2 separate regions of the Sus scrofa genome follow, and region 1 is linked to region 2. The links are chromatin contacts, called in public Hi-C maps. All regions are on one chromosome and are shown on one strand. The core of a region is the stretch at or near the end of the contact, and the rest is flanking DNA. Distances in the headings are between cores, read along the strand shown. Region 1 has its middle 12 kb from the start of GPR137B. Region 2 holds the start of EDARADD (EDAR associated death domain).

The links. Hi-C and Micro-C count contacts between places; a contact is called where the count stands out from the background.
Region 1: a Hi-C map of retroperitoneal adipose tissue shows a contact between it and region 2, with 2.1 times the contacts expected there. The contact joins the enhancer-like site here to the promoter of EDARADD in region 2. A contact is called at or near these places in 3 of 5 promoter capture datasets (fetal liver, fetal skeletal muscle and liver), 30 of 47 Hi-C or Micro-C datasets (adipose tissue, alveolar macrophages, blood and 14 more) and 2 of 2 datasets of contacts at active chromatin or transcription factors (alveolar macrophages and skeletal muscle).

Annotation. Positions count from the first base shown.
Region 1 is chr14:55,190,568-55,197,618 of Sscrofa11.1, reverse strand. No RefSeq gene overlaps it. Among named protein-coding and RNA genes, the nearest start is that of GPR137B, 12 kb to the right of the region's middle. Within about 2 kb of position 2,493, at least 7 of the 83 cell types and tissues checked have an H3K27ac peak or open chromatin away from gene starts, as enhancers often do. A contact at or near this core is called in alveolar macrophages and retroperitoneal adipose tissue, where this site is marked.
Region 2 is chr14:54,985,587-54,993,037 of Sscrofa11.1, reverse strand. EDARADD (EDAR associated death domain) reads left to right here and starts at 2,232. Exons shown (of 6, transcript NM_001243663.1): 1 at 2,232-2,377. The coding sequence starts at 2,347. LOC110256688 (a long non-coding RNA gene) reads right to left here and starts at 4,273. Exons shown (of 3, transcript XR_002338567.1): 1 at 2,816-4,273.

The DNA of each region.
Region 1 (7,051 bases), core at 1,244-3,743, 200 kb before region 2:
CGAGCCGCGTCTGCAACCTACACCACAGCTCACGGCAACGCCGGATCGTTAACCCACTGAGCAGGGGCAGGGATCGAACCCGCAACCTCATGGTTCCTAGTCGGATTCGTTAACCGCTGCGCCACGACGGGAACTCCCTGTTGATGAATTTGATTAACTAATGGCTCTTCTAACAAAAAATTGGACAAGACAGAACATGACTTCAAATGTGTGTTTAAGATGGCAGACACACATGCTGAGTTCGGACTGTCCTCAGGTCGCTGCCTGAGTCTTTCCTGTTCTGGTCCAAGACCAAGCTCAATGTTTGGGACATTTTTGTTTTTGCTCAGCTTTTTGTTTTGTCTTTAAATGGAGGGAAGCTGTTTATTGGGAAATCTCAATTCATGGTTATTACAAGGATAAAATGTGTTACATCGGAAAAAGCTCTCAGAACAGTGTTGGCACAAAGAAGAAACCCAGGGACCCCTAGAAATTGTTATCCTGTGACTCTTTTTTGTTTGTTTTGTTTTGTCCATGGTATGCAGTGGCCTGATATGGGATCTCAGTTCCCAGACCAAGATCCTAACTGCTAGACCACCAGGAAGCTCCCTGGCCTGTGATGCTTACCTCCTAACCGCAACTCATCTCAGATGAACTGTTAATCCTGGGTCGCAGCCTGTGTTCTGTTCCCTGACTCAGATGTTGAGGCCCTAACCCTCAGTCCCTCAGAATGCGACGGTATTTGGAGGTATGTTCTTTAAACAGGTAATTAGGATAAAAGGCCATTAAATTATCCAGTCTGACTGGGGTCCTTATAGGAAGAGATTAGGACACAGACACACGCAGAGGGAAGACGATGTGAGGACACAGGGAGAAGATGGCCATCAGAGAGCCAAGGAGAGAGACCCCAGAAGAAACCAACCCTGTCACTTTGATCTGGGACTTTCAGCCTCCAGAACTGTGGGACAATGACTTTCTATTGTTTAAGCCACCAACTCTGTAGGACTTGGTTACCACAGCCTATGCAAATGAATACACCTTGCTGAGCCCCTCATTTCCCAAATATGGAACTAGAGCCATCTTGGTTTTGGTTTTTATTTTTACTTATTTATCTTTTTGTCTTTTTAGGGCTGCTCCCTCGGCATATAGAGGTTCCCAGGCTAGGGGTCGAATTGGAGCTGTTGCTGCTGGCCTACACCACAGCCACAGCAATGCGGGATCTGAGCTGCGTCTGCGACCTACACCACAGCTCAAGGCAACGCCAGATCCTTAACCCCATTGAGCATGGCCAGGGATCAAACCCGCAACCTCATGGTTCCTAGTCGTATTTGCTTCCGCTGTGCCATGACAGGAACTCCTGGTTTTGGTTTTTAGAGCCAGGCCCTGTGTCACCTGGAGGATGCAAGGGTGCACCAGCCGCTGATGAAGGCATCTCTGCCCAGAAGTGGGGGCCAGTCAGCACCGACCCCAGCTCTCAGCCATGCCTGGGGTGGGATGGACACGCCCTCCTGGCCTGCTCCTTGAAGGTGTGTCTGCTGAGCTGCAGCAGCCACGGCCCTGCCTGAGAGGCTGACCCTGAGGAGATGGAGAAGATGCCTGTCTGGAGTCTCACCTTCCCCCCACCCCCCGCCCCGCCCCGTCCCTCTGTGCCGGCCCCACCTCTGCCAGCCCAGGGCTTGGACGACTCCTCCGCTCACCTTGTTGTGCTTAAGGTAATGGAGATGGTTCCAACATTTGCAGCTCAGAGGATCCTGACAAATAGTCTCTAAAGAGTAAGATCTTCACTCAGTGGTACCTGGTCCATGGCTGCTGGCTCTCTCTCCCTGCGGCCCCCATGGTTTGGGGTGTGTTCCAGAGGCCCAGGACCTCTCTCACCCCTGGGGGCCCCAGACAGTCTCCCACCAGAGCCACCACTGTCCCCAAGCCTCCCCGCCAGTGACACAGCTCAGATTCTCTACCAGAGGTTGCGCCTCCCTCTGCCTGGGCTCCCCCTGTCAGATGTCCCCATGTCTGGGGCTCCTCGAGACCCAGGTCTCTGTCATGTTGCATCAGCATCTCTGGGGACATCCGTGGTCTGTCCCTCACTCCCTGAGTTGAGTTCGGTCATGTTCACAGGTGGCAGCATCGAGATATCCTCACAGCCTCTATTGCAGCATCACGTGGGATCCCGACCCAGACCGAATCCAGAACAGCACTGTGGTTAAACCCCTCTGCAGGGCGGTCACTGAAGCAGCTTTATCGAAGTGGAACAGAGCTGGTGCCCTGGGCTTGCCACCCTCACTGAGCTGACCAGAGGGCAGTGCCTGGCTGCACATCAAAGGACAGGCGGACGTGATGGGTCATAAAGCCACCAGCTCCAAAGGCCACCGCTGGGGCCACAGAGCCCATGGAATGGGCTGTCGTGGTCTCACCCTGAGCCAGTGGGGGTGGGTCATCCCCGTGATCTCTGGGCAGCAATGCGTGTGGCTCAGGGCTAAATATGGGACTTCCCCGGCTGGCTCTGCCCTAGGTGTGCTGTGCACCTTTAGGGAAGGCCCCTAGCCTCTCTGAACCTTGCATCACTCATTAGAACAATGTTATCTGTTAATGGGGGATGGGCTTAGGAATGAATGAAATACTAGGCATGAAAGTGTTTTATTCAAACATCTTTAAAATGATTGTGGTTGTTGGTTTGCTTGTCTGGTTTTCCTTCAGTCTATTTCCATCCTTGGCCCTCCCCACCCCCACCGCCTCATGTTCTGACCTCCTGGGGATGATCCTTAACCTGCCTGCTGTCTGTGCTCATGGCCAACACACCCTGTAATAGCTGTGCTCTCCATTTAGCTGTTGGCCAAGCTTTTCTCCTGCTGTTCACACTCCTAGTTTCTGCTGGTCTCTTGAGCCTCCCTAAGTCGATACATTCACTTCTCCTTCCGTTTTAACCTCGTGACCCTCAGTCCCGGAGCTGGGGAATGACACAGCTCCCAAGTGTCTGCTCATGTCAGGGCCACCTGCAGCTGAGTCACGTTTGTTGTAACAGGGAACCAGATAAGAGGAGATGGACAGGCTAGCACAACCCCTTCACCACTGATATGAAGACAGCTCCCAGGCCACTATACCCATTGGGGAATCGTCAGCATGGGCGCCTATTGCCACTCCCAATGGCTGGGCTCTTCCAGATCCAGGGCTAAGAGCTCCTGTGCATTATTTTATTTTGGGTTCACACTAGCCCTAGGAGGGTGATCACTTAGTGTGGACAGGAAGAGCCATCCCTATCCGCAAGGCTATATCTAAATCAGTGAGACACAGGAGTTCCCATTGTGGCTCAGTAGAAACAAACCCGAATAGCATCCATGAGGACTCAGGTTTGACCCCTGATCTTAGTGGGTTAAGGATCTGCTGTTGCTGTGAGCTGCGGTGTAAGTCTCAGATGTGGCTCGGATCTGGCATTGCTATGAATGTAGTGTAGGCTGGCAGCTGCAGCTCTGATTTGACCCTTAGCCTGGGAACTTCCATATGCCACAGGTGCAGCCCTAAAAAGGCAAAAACAAACAAAAAAACCCCAAAAAACTAAATCAATGAGGCACAGCCCTTATCCACCCCAGATGGAGCCCAGACCGACCCATCCCTTGCCCCAGCAGCTGAGCACCGGGCATGCAGTGACCTGCCTCCTGCTCTGGGGCCCCATGTCTCCAGCTCGCTGCTGGGAGAGGGTTCAGGCTGCATGCCCTGAGCGGGTTGGGGGGCTCTGACTGCCCTGCCATGGGCATCACAGCTTGATTGTCGAGCTTGCAAAGCAGAAGGCTGGCAGTGCTCCTGAGGCCCAGACTTGCTGAGTCAGCACTTGTTGGTCAGGCCAAGGCTGCTGTGGCCACGGTGTGGCTTTGTGCTCTTGTTGTGGGCAAAGGGGAATAGATGTTCACCTACCCACAGGCTCCCTCAAGCTGCATCTCAGCACCTATGACTTTCCTTCTCCCCAGCTCACCTGAGCCCCTTTCCTGGGCTTTCCCCTTCCTTCCTTTTATTGGTGCTACAATGAACTGAATAGTGTCCCCCCAAATTCAAAGTGGAGGTCCTACCCCTCAGTGTGTGTGCTAGTACTTGGTGGTGGGGCCTTTGGGAGATAATCCAGTTTGTTTGTTTATTTATTTATTCATTGTCTTTTTAGGGCTGCAGGATGTGGAGGTTCCCAGGTTAGGGGCCTAATCAGAGCTGTAGCCAATGGCCTACACCAGAGCCACAGCAACGCTGGATCCTTAAGCCACTGAGGGAGGCCAGTGATGGAACCCACAACCTCATGGTTCCTAGTAGGATTTGTTAACCACTGAGCCACGATGGGAACTCCATATTTTTATTTATTTATTTGTTTGTTTATTTTCCCTTTTAGAGCTGCACCCTTGGTGTGTGGAAGTTCCGAGGTTAGGGGTTGAATTGGAGCTGCAGCTGCAGGCCTATGCCACAGCCACAGCAACGTGGTATCAGAGCCATGTCTGTGACCTATGCCTCAGTTCACAGCAACACCAGATCCTTAACCTGATGAGCGAGGCCAGGAATTGAACCTGCATCCTCATGGATACTAGTCAGGTTCATTACCACTGAGCTACAACGGGCACTCTGATATTTCGATTTAGATGATCTTGTGAGGGTGGGGCCCCCTGATGGGATTGGCACCCTTATAAGAAGAGACAGCAGAGAGCTCACTGGCTCCCCACCACTTAAAGACCCAAAGAAGACAGCCATGTACAAACTAGGAGGAGAGACCAGAACCCGACCACACCACCACCCTGATGTTAGACCTCCCAGCCTCCAGAACCAAGCAATAAATTTCTGTCATTTAAGCCTCCAGTCTGGGGTACCTTATTATGACAGCTCTCACAAACTTGTACAGTTAATTTCTTTATTCTCAGTCCAAGACAGATTTCAAATGTAATTACTGTTGGAATTACTATTATTATATTTGGCTGCACTCACAGCATGCGAAAATTCCCAGGCCAGGGATCAAATACTTGCACCAGGACCATGACCCGAGCCACAGCAGAGGCAACACCAGGCCCTTAACCCACTGAGCCACCAGGGAACTCTTACGGTTGGGATTACCATGGGAGGTCTGCCTTCATATTTCAAGAGCACAATTAGCAAGCACTTTGTAAAGGATCTGCTTCTAGATGCCCTTGGACCAAGTTGAAAGTCTCGATCTACCCTATAAGGGTGGGTCCATTCCCAGGTCTCTGTGAGATCCCACCAGCCCATAACACAGGGACCTCCAGAGCCTGGCCCTCCCACTTGGTCTGCCTTCCCTGCCTCCTCCTCCTCCCTGTACCCTGGTCTCCAGGCAGAGGACCAGAGGATGCAGGAGGCCGCTCCCTGGCACCGTGGGCAGCAAACCCATTCTTTCCTTTCTAAACACAAAGCAATCTCTATGCGCTGCCTCACAGAGGAAAACTGCAAATGAGGCTCTGGGTGTGGTGAGTCCTGGCTCTGGCTCTGCAGGCTGGCCGGCATTTTTCCTTAGGGAGGCCTTTGTTTTCCCTTTCAGAAGAGAGGCCTGAAACATGGAGACACCTCAAAACTCTTCACGTACCACAACCTGGACATCACAACAGACTGGGTAAAGAGTGTCACCAATGCAAAGACTCCTTAAGATGAAAGAAACATGGCACAAGGAAACTTGAGATGCCCTGGAAGCTGTGGATCACAAGTGGAAAAAAAAAAAGGCTCATTGAGGTTTTCCCCAAGCTGACAACAATCCTAAAAATCCATGACTAACAATAACGAGTTGGGAGGCTGAAACTCTTCTGAACTTCAATAATAAAAGCATCATTTGATCAATTGTGCTAGAAAAAAGAATTCTCATTCTATTCTGTCCACAGAAAATTATATTGCAGAATCACTCTTATGTGAAGAGGGGTATGAAGACCAAAAAAAAAAAAAAAAAAAATGTAGGGAAGAGGGAATTTTGAGATACTTCAGACAATGAATAGGTAAAAATATTGCTTTATTCTTCTGGATTTTGTGGTGTTTGTACTGGTATTTAAATGTGTGGTGTGTTATTCTAAATAAATGGTTCACTTTAGCACCCAAATTTGTTTTGTTTTTTCTTTTTTTTTTTTATGGCCACACTTGTGGCCTGAGCTAGGGGTCCAATCAGAACTGCAGCTGCCAGCCTATACCACAGCCACAGCCACACTGGATCTGAGCCACATCTGCAACCTACTCTGCAGCTTGCAGCAATACCAAATCCTTAATCCACAGAGCAAGGCTAGGGATCCAACCCACATCCTCGAGGACACTATGCTGAGGTCTTAACCTGCTGAAGCCACAGCGGGAACTCCTAGAACGCATTTTGTATTTGTAGTTTTGTTTTTCTTTTTTTTCTTTCTGGCTGTGCCACAAGTATGTGGAAGTTCCCCGGGCCAGGGGTCAAACCCCCACTGCAGCAGTGACCCAAGCCCCAAGCCACTGCAGTGACAACGCCAGATCCTTAAGCCGCTGTGCCAATAGGGAGCTCCTGCATTTTTCTTTTTCTTTTCCTAAAGAGCGTTTCTAATATTGAAGAAAAAGCTTCAGGACCCACAAAACTAGACATGGCCTGTTCTCTTGACCCACGTTCTCGGATGACATTCCACACACCCTCATCCTTTTGGCTCTGCCCTGGGGGTCAGTTCCAGCTGCTCTCCAAAGCTGACCATGTGTGCGCCAGGGAGACCGACGGGGCCATCCCAACAGCTCGTTACCCCTGGGAATAAGATGTGGGCCTGGAGATGTAAAACTTCCATGGGTAGAATCAGCTTCCTCTGCCGCACCAGCTACTTGGAGCACTAATTCTGGTGATGAAAATGGGAGCCTTGGAATTCCCGTTGTGGCAGAGTGGTTGGCGGGTCCGACTGGGAACCATGAGGTTGTGGGTTCGATTCCTGGCCTTGCTCAGTGGGTTAAGGATCTGGCGTTGCCGTGAGCTGTGGTGTAGGTTGCAGATGCAGCTCGGATCCTGCGTTGCTGTGGCTCTGGCGTAGGCTGGCGGCTACAGCTCCGATTCGACCCCTAGCCTGGGAACCTCCACATGCTGCTGGAGCGGCCCTAGAAAAAGGCAAGA
Region 2 (7,451 bases), core at 983-3,482:
GTCCATTGACCCATGCTATGCACAGACACCATAATAAACATTGGTTCATTTCTTATAACAACACCAACAGAAGCTTCTCTCAACAGACTAAATTCCAAGGAAAGAATGAAAGCAGGAAGGTAGCTGGTTTATTTGCACCTATTCTAAGACAGGCACTTTTAGGTATTTTATATATACATTATTTCATTTAACTTTCATAATCCAACAAATTCTTACCAACTCAGGGTTTGATTACTTGCTAAAGTAACACAAATTCATGGTGACAGGCCTATGAGTCAAATCCGGCATGTCTTTTTTTTTTATTTGTTTGTTTGTTTTTAACCAATCCCCATTTATTGTGATTCTGAGATTCAGGAGTTAATTTAGGTGCTACTAAGAAAAATAAAGAATGCCTATTTTAAGGAGTGTTTTAAAAACACTTCTTTGGGCAGCAATAGAAGTAAAAGCGGAAGAACATCATGTGACAGAAAATAGATTGTACGGGAGCCCTTTGGGAACTCTAGTGGGTGACAACTGTTTTTAAATTAGTTTTTTGTAAATCCAAAAAAAGTTTAATTTATACTTTATAGTTTCACAAAGCACATAGGAAAAATAAGGTAATGAGGGGTTATGTTTGCAATTCATAGGAAAGGGAATAATAACCTATATATAGCTATACCTATATTTATATATAGTCAATTTTCTTTTAAAAAGTTAGGCATGCCCTGGTGGCCTAATGGGTTGGGGATCCAGCATTGTCATGGCTGTGGCTTGGGTCACTGCTGTGGAGTGAGTTTGATCCCTGGTCCAGGAACTTCTGCATTGCTGTGGGTATGGCCAAAAAAATTAAACTTAAAGTGTCTTTCTGCCACCCATCTTCCATTTGATATAATAAGAGTGATAAAATGATGAATTATAGTTCAGGGTTTTGAAAAGCAAACCAGCTTTAGAACAATGCTTGAGATTGTTGCCAGCTTGACCTGTGGTTCCTGACAACCAACCTCAGAAATAATTCCATCGTCATGAGACATACGGAAAGAACCACAAACCAAACCTCAAAAATTCATGCTAAGATAAAATACCCTTTAAAAAAAAAATTCACCTTCGTATTAGAAGGCAGACCAAAAGGAAGTTTATCCTCCCACTGACAAATTCCCCAGAGACCTTTCTACCAGAAGGTTGACACACAGCTCCACCATCTTCTCTGAGCCTCCTGTGCTCTCCTTGGCATATGCCAGAGAGTAAGGGCAATCTGGAGAGTGTCATGGGCCTCAGGACCACTAAACAGATGGGGAGAGGCACAAAGCAAGCCCCTGGTCACCAAGACTACTACTTTCCTGCATTTTTCAGACCTGAGTTTTTAGCCAGAGACTGCTTCTTTGCGATAAATTGACTAAAAACTACTATCTCTTCCAAACCAATTCCTAACTTTCTCTTCTTGGGTGCGAAGACATAGATTACTTAAAACCCTTAAGAGAGTCCTATTGAATTTAAATTGCCTCTCATTTTTGTATAATAATAGGTTTATGACTGATGCTAGGTTTAGTGCAAATGTAGCAATCTTAAATACATTCTTAGTAAACGATTCCAATCTGTGCGCAGGTGATTTTTCCAAAATTAAAATTTAAACCTTAGTGACCAATTCCGCATTTCTGAGGGAGCCCTAAGCTCTTTTTCTAGAGAGGCAGTGAGAGTGCGTATCAGGCTTCCTCTCTTCACTCCCTTTGTGCTGCGCTTACCCTGGAGGTCATGTAATAACCAATGCCAAAGAAAAATCAAAATAGAAATTATTAGCGTGTGCCATCATGCAGCGGCGTACTCTGCCTAAAGATCAGGAAATTGTTTAAATATCAAATCGCCGCCAGGCATCTCAGCCCAGACCTGTGCGCGGAGGAGAGTTGTGTCCTGATCGAAGCCGAGGCGAGGGAGCCAGGAAAACGACCTGCGACTGCAGCCGGGTTTCAAAGCTGATAATTGTCTCCTAGCCGGTCCCGGCAGCAATTGCGCGGAGCTCCGCGTTGGGACCTTCTGGGGGGAACCTGGGCCTAGGGCTGTTTCGGGCGCCTACCGCGGGCGCTGGGAACCCCCGGGCACTCGGCCGCTCCTCCCAGCGCCCCGGCCCGCGACACCCGGGCTCCCGCCCGCGCCTCTGGAGGGGGTACCTAGACGCGCGGGGCAGAGGCTTTGCTAATTACCAAGCAGGAAGTGAGCGCAGGGAAGAGCGGTCGAAAGCCGGGGAAGAGAAGGAGGAGGAGGGGCGCGCGGGGCAGCCGAGGTTTGCGCCCCGCGTGTCGGAGCGGTCCACCTCCCCGCCCCTGCAACCCGGCTCTCCTCCGCTGTCCTGCTCCAGCGCCCCACCCCGCCCCCATGGCTTCTCCGGACGACCCTCTGCGCGCAGGTAAGGTGACACCGCGCCGCGCCCTCACCCGGAGCGGGAACCGTGGGCCTGGAGCTTGCTAGGCGCCCGCAGCTGCTGCGGGGCAGTCGGGGCCGAGCCCCCCGAGAATCCCGAGGGGTGCCCTGGGACTATCCTGGACCCTGGCACCCGAACCGGGTCCGCGTGGGGCCGGGCAAGGGACAGCTGCGGCGCCCGGACCCCTGCCCCCGCCATCCTCGGGAGCTGGTGGCCTTGGCCTCCTGCATCCCCGCGGCCCCCGCCACCCCACGCGTGCCTAAGACGCCTCTTCCCTCTTCCCATTCTGCGGCCCCGGCCGCTTTGTTCTGGACCCGGATGCCAGGTTGAAACAAGCCCGTCAAACCTCTCGGGCAGAAAAGTGCGCAAGGGCTGTATTTCAGTTTTTCTTACTGGACTCTCCCTTTCTCCCCACTCACGTACCTTCTCATTTCTCCTCTTCTTTCCTCATTTAACTTTATCTAAATGGTTGTGTTCTAAATATTGGCCCTCGAGGCTATTTCACAAACTCGTATCTAGGAAACTAAGCGGCAGATCCCACCTGTGGGACTCCACCTATAGAGGCCTTTGATTAGAATGGCCTGTGGTTCTGCCCTTCTCCTTAGACACCTGAGGCCACAATCTAGATTTTTCTTTGATCTCACTTGAATTTTAAAGTTGTAAAATACTGCGTTTGTACATGAAGCCAGACTCTTGACTTTTCTTTAATCTCATCTGAATTTAAAATCTTCCTCAGACTTCACCTTCCAGGAATGCTCTGCCCCTGCTCTCTGATAACCTAGACTGATCCTCCGTGGATGTTTGTTGATCACATAAATAAGTGTATGATGTATCGCCTTAGAGCACCCTGGGGCTTTTTCTAGTTTTGCTGAGGTTGGAAAAGCTAGGGAGAGAACCAGATGTTCAGAATGGCATTAATACCTGTTTAGAGAAACGTGTCTGTTTCCTGGGCTTGGGCAGGGACAGAGCTTAAATGTTTCATTGTTCCCTTGGAGCTTGAGCAGTTAGGAGAAGGAGACCAAGTATCTGGAGGTGGATCAGAAGATCACTAACTTAGCTTTCGCATCGGGATGTGCTGGGTCTGGGAGAGTTTCCTGGAGACTTGGAAGAAAGATCTAAATTCTTCTTCAGAGTGGGGAATGGTAAATATTTTATCCATGGAAGGTGGAAAACAAAGAAATAGTTTGGGTGGCCTTCTCCTCCCCATAACTCGTTTGGAAAAATAAAGGGGAAATTAAGGGAGAAACCCCACACCCCCTCACCCCACATCCACCTCCTCTTTGGAAAACCAAATTGACATGGTGATGAGAGGTAAGCTAGATTTTACTAACAGTGGTTTCACATCTCATTAAATGACTACGATGACGGGGATTCAGAAAGATCTTGATAGGGACCCATCGAATGGGGACAAGTAGAAAAGCCCCAGAGAAGGCAGGGGCTGGGAAACACAGCTTAATGTATTACAAACCTCAGTGAGTCCACAGTGTGTTAAAGCCACCAAGGCAGCTAACATGATTTTAGTTTGACAATAATGACACTTCAGGATCTGGAATTCCAGTCATGGTACGGAGTCTGCTTGGCCCAGCCAAGGTAGAAGCTCACAACCTGGAACAGACCGACGTGGAAAGCCTAGCACATGTGGTGGGATAGAGATATGGTGATAGGAGGGGGGTCATTTGGAAGGCACCTGTCTCCTTGACTTCAGGTGGTAGAATCCAGACTTGTCGGCAGACTTTTTGTCATCCTACAAAGAGCAGGGTGGCCTCCTTGTCACTTGCAGATGTTGAAGAACATCTTCAGGCCTCTGAGAGAGACCCTCGTGTCCGTTCCCACTCTGAAATTCTGTCAGTTAGATGAAGGTTCTTCCAGGAAAAAAAAAAAAAAAAAAGATTTAGGAGTTCCCGTCGTGGCTCAGTGGTTAATGAATCTGACTAGGAACCATGAGGTTGTGGGTTCGATCCCTGGCCTTGATCAGTGGGTTAAGGATCCGGTGTTGCCATGAGTTGTGGTGTAGGTTGCAGATGCAGCTCGGATCCTGCGTTGCTGTGGCTCTGGCGTAGGCCTTCGGCTACAGTTCCGATTAGACCCCTAGTCTGGGAACCTCCATATGCCGAGGGAGCAGCCCTAGAAAAAGGCAAAAAGACAAAAAAAAAAAAAAAAAAAAAGTAAAAATTACTTCCTCTTTCTAATATCTCATTTAGTTTCTGTAACCTCCAGGACACCTTCCATTACTGTAAAGAAGCCACAGGTGGGGTTAATATGTGGAACTTGTTAAATGGAATTTTCACGTCTCCACCCCAGACCCAGTTACCCTACCCCTGGTCTGGTTTCCTGCACTCACCTCCCAGCTGGTGTTTTCACACCTACTCTTGCCTTCCACCAACCTGTTCACCTAAAGGTGGCCAGAGTGACCTTTTAAAAACAAACCAGACCCTGTCATACCTCTTAGAAACCTGTGCTGACTTTCCAATAACTTAAATGGTGTCTGTGCCCTGTACACGGACCTCTGGTTCAGTCGGCAAGCTTGCTCGGTCTCTTGCTCTGCACTGCAGCCACGTTGCCTCCTCTGTGTCCTTGAAGACCCCTGGACCTCCTGGCTCCTGGCCTTTATACAGGTTGTTTCTGCTGTCCGGAATGCTGTCTGCACCACCCCCCACCCCCGCCACCCCTTCCAGATTTCAGATCAAAGCTGCTGTAGATCAGTCTCCATGGTACACACTCTTGGCACACCCTTCCAGCATTCGTCACCATTTCTAGCTGTGAATATTTCACCATTCTCTTGCTCCCCCATTAGACTCTAAGTTCTTGGACAGAGTGCATGTCTGTTTTGCTTGACATCTTATCTTCAACACCTGGTCCTGTACCCAGCACATAGTAAGCCCTGACTGAACACTTATCATCTCAGTGAATGAATGGAAGATATAAAATTTAACCACCTATGCTTCACCAGTGGGCAGAAGAAGCTCTTTCCATATTGGTGTCTTAGGAACTGATTCATCAAGTTAGATATGTTAACTGAGTTTACCTTGTAAAGTTAAAAATAAAGATGTTTGTGGAATTCCCGCTGTGGCACAACGGAATCAGTGGTGTCTTGGGAGCGCTGGGATGCAGGTTGGATCTCCAGCCCAGCTCAGGGGGTTAAGGGACCCAGCATTGCTGTAGCTTCAGCTTAAGTCACAGCTATGGCTTGGATCTGCCTGGGAACTCCATATGCTATGGGGCAGCCAAAAAAAAAAAAAAGTTTGTATGTTCACATGCATGTAACAAAGGTGGATATTTGTTGTCACATTGTAGGAGCTTAATTTAAAAAAAACCTCTTTACACTAAGAAAATTTACACTGGAAGGAAAACAGTCATGCTGGTTACAGTGTAGCCATCTCTTTCCATCTCTACCACTAATAAACCATCTAGCATGGAGTGAGTCAGAATTGCCTGTTGAATTCGAATAAAATCTGGCTTGCGTTCATACAGATATTAAGGACAGAAACAAAGAAAGAGGCTTTGAAAGTCTGGAGAGTTGGGGAGGTGGTACAGCCTGTGGCTTTATTGCAAGGAGCTGAGTGCCCGTGGCCACGGAGCACATCGCCGCACGTTCTGCCTTTGTTCATTCTCCCGGTCTTGTTTGCACTGCACAGCAGGGCTGCTCCCTGGGAACTCGGCCCTTGATACCCTCTCAGAACAGCCTCTTAAGTGGCATCTCTTCTCTTAAGCACCCCTCCTAACCCTCCTGCGCTGGGTCCAAGGTGTCACCTTGTTCTCGAAAATTCCAGTAGCCCCGGGAGCAGAAATGGGACTCAAGGGGGAACCATTTCGAGGCTCATCATTGTTTGAGAGGGACCAGCCAATGCTTTCTCCACGTCTTCCAGAGACTGGGGTCAGGCTGTAGTTTTCCTTTTTGCCTTCCTCCTTCCCTCTCTCCTTCCCCTCCCTGTGGGTTTTTCCGATGCCTGCTCAGCCCATTTCTTTCCCTTTCTTACACTGCCTCTGTTTTTTAAGTTTTCTTCTTTCTCCCCAAGTATTTTCCCCTCATCTACGTTTCCTTTTTCACCTCTTGCTTCACCTCTTCCCTCAACTCTTCAGTGCGACCCTCTCAGCTTGGCCACCCTCCAGAGAAGTCCCTCTAGAGGCACACCTTCTTGATTCCTGGTCCTTTCTCGGCTTCTTTCACCCCTGCTCTGAGGTCTGAGGATGATGCAGAGGCTAAGCTCAACCGTGTGTGTGTGTGTCTGTGTGTGTGTGTGTGTGTGTCTGTGTGTGTGTGTGTGTGTCTGTGTCTGTGTGTGTATCTGTGTCTGTGTGTGTGTTGCCCTGAGAGCTTTTGTGATCCTGAATACCGTTAGGACTCGGGGCTCCTTTATAATCAGTAGTGAAAACAGCTGTAGGTCAAAACAAAAGCTAGGGTACAAAAATAATAATAACTGAAAAATAAGTTAACTCTGAAATCACAAGTTCAAAGAATTGCCTTTAATTCTTCACTTTAAAAAGCACAAAAGGCACCACTCTTCTGGCACCTGATGCCTGGGAAAGCCAGGAAGCCCTGACACTCTTCCTCTTTGTTTCTCTGAAAGGCCATCTTTAGAGGAGGTCTTTGAACTTCCTTTGAGAAACTGTCTCAAGGAACTGTCAGCCTTTACCGAAGATGATTCATAAAGGGAGATGTCAGGGTGTGACTTAGCCGCTGTTGGGCAGCGCACCCCCACCTGTGCTGGGCTGTCTGCGATCGCCCCTGGTGGAGAGGCTGCTGGCTGCAGCTCTCAGTCCCTAGGACTCCTGGGGACTCTCATTTGGGAGCTGCTGAAAACTGGGTCTTTGTGGTGGATGGGTGGGTGAGATTTTGCATTTGGAGCTGATGCCAGAATGATGAAAGCTTTGGGGGATGTCGGGTGAATGTATTTTGCACATGGGAAGGGCATAAATGGGGGTGCCAGAGAAAACTATTATGGGTTGAACTGTGCCCCCCCCCAAAAAAAATATTGCTGACATCCTAACCCCTAACACCTCACGATGTGCACTTACTTTTATAGAAGCGGTAAGTTAAAATGAGATCTTTGGAGTGGGC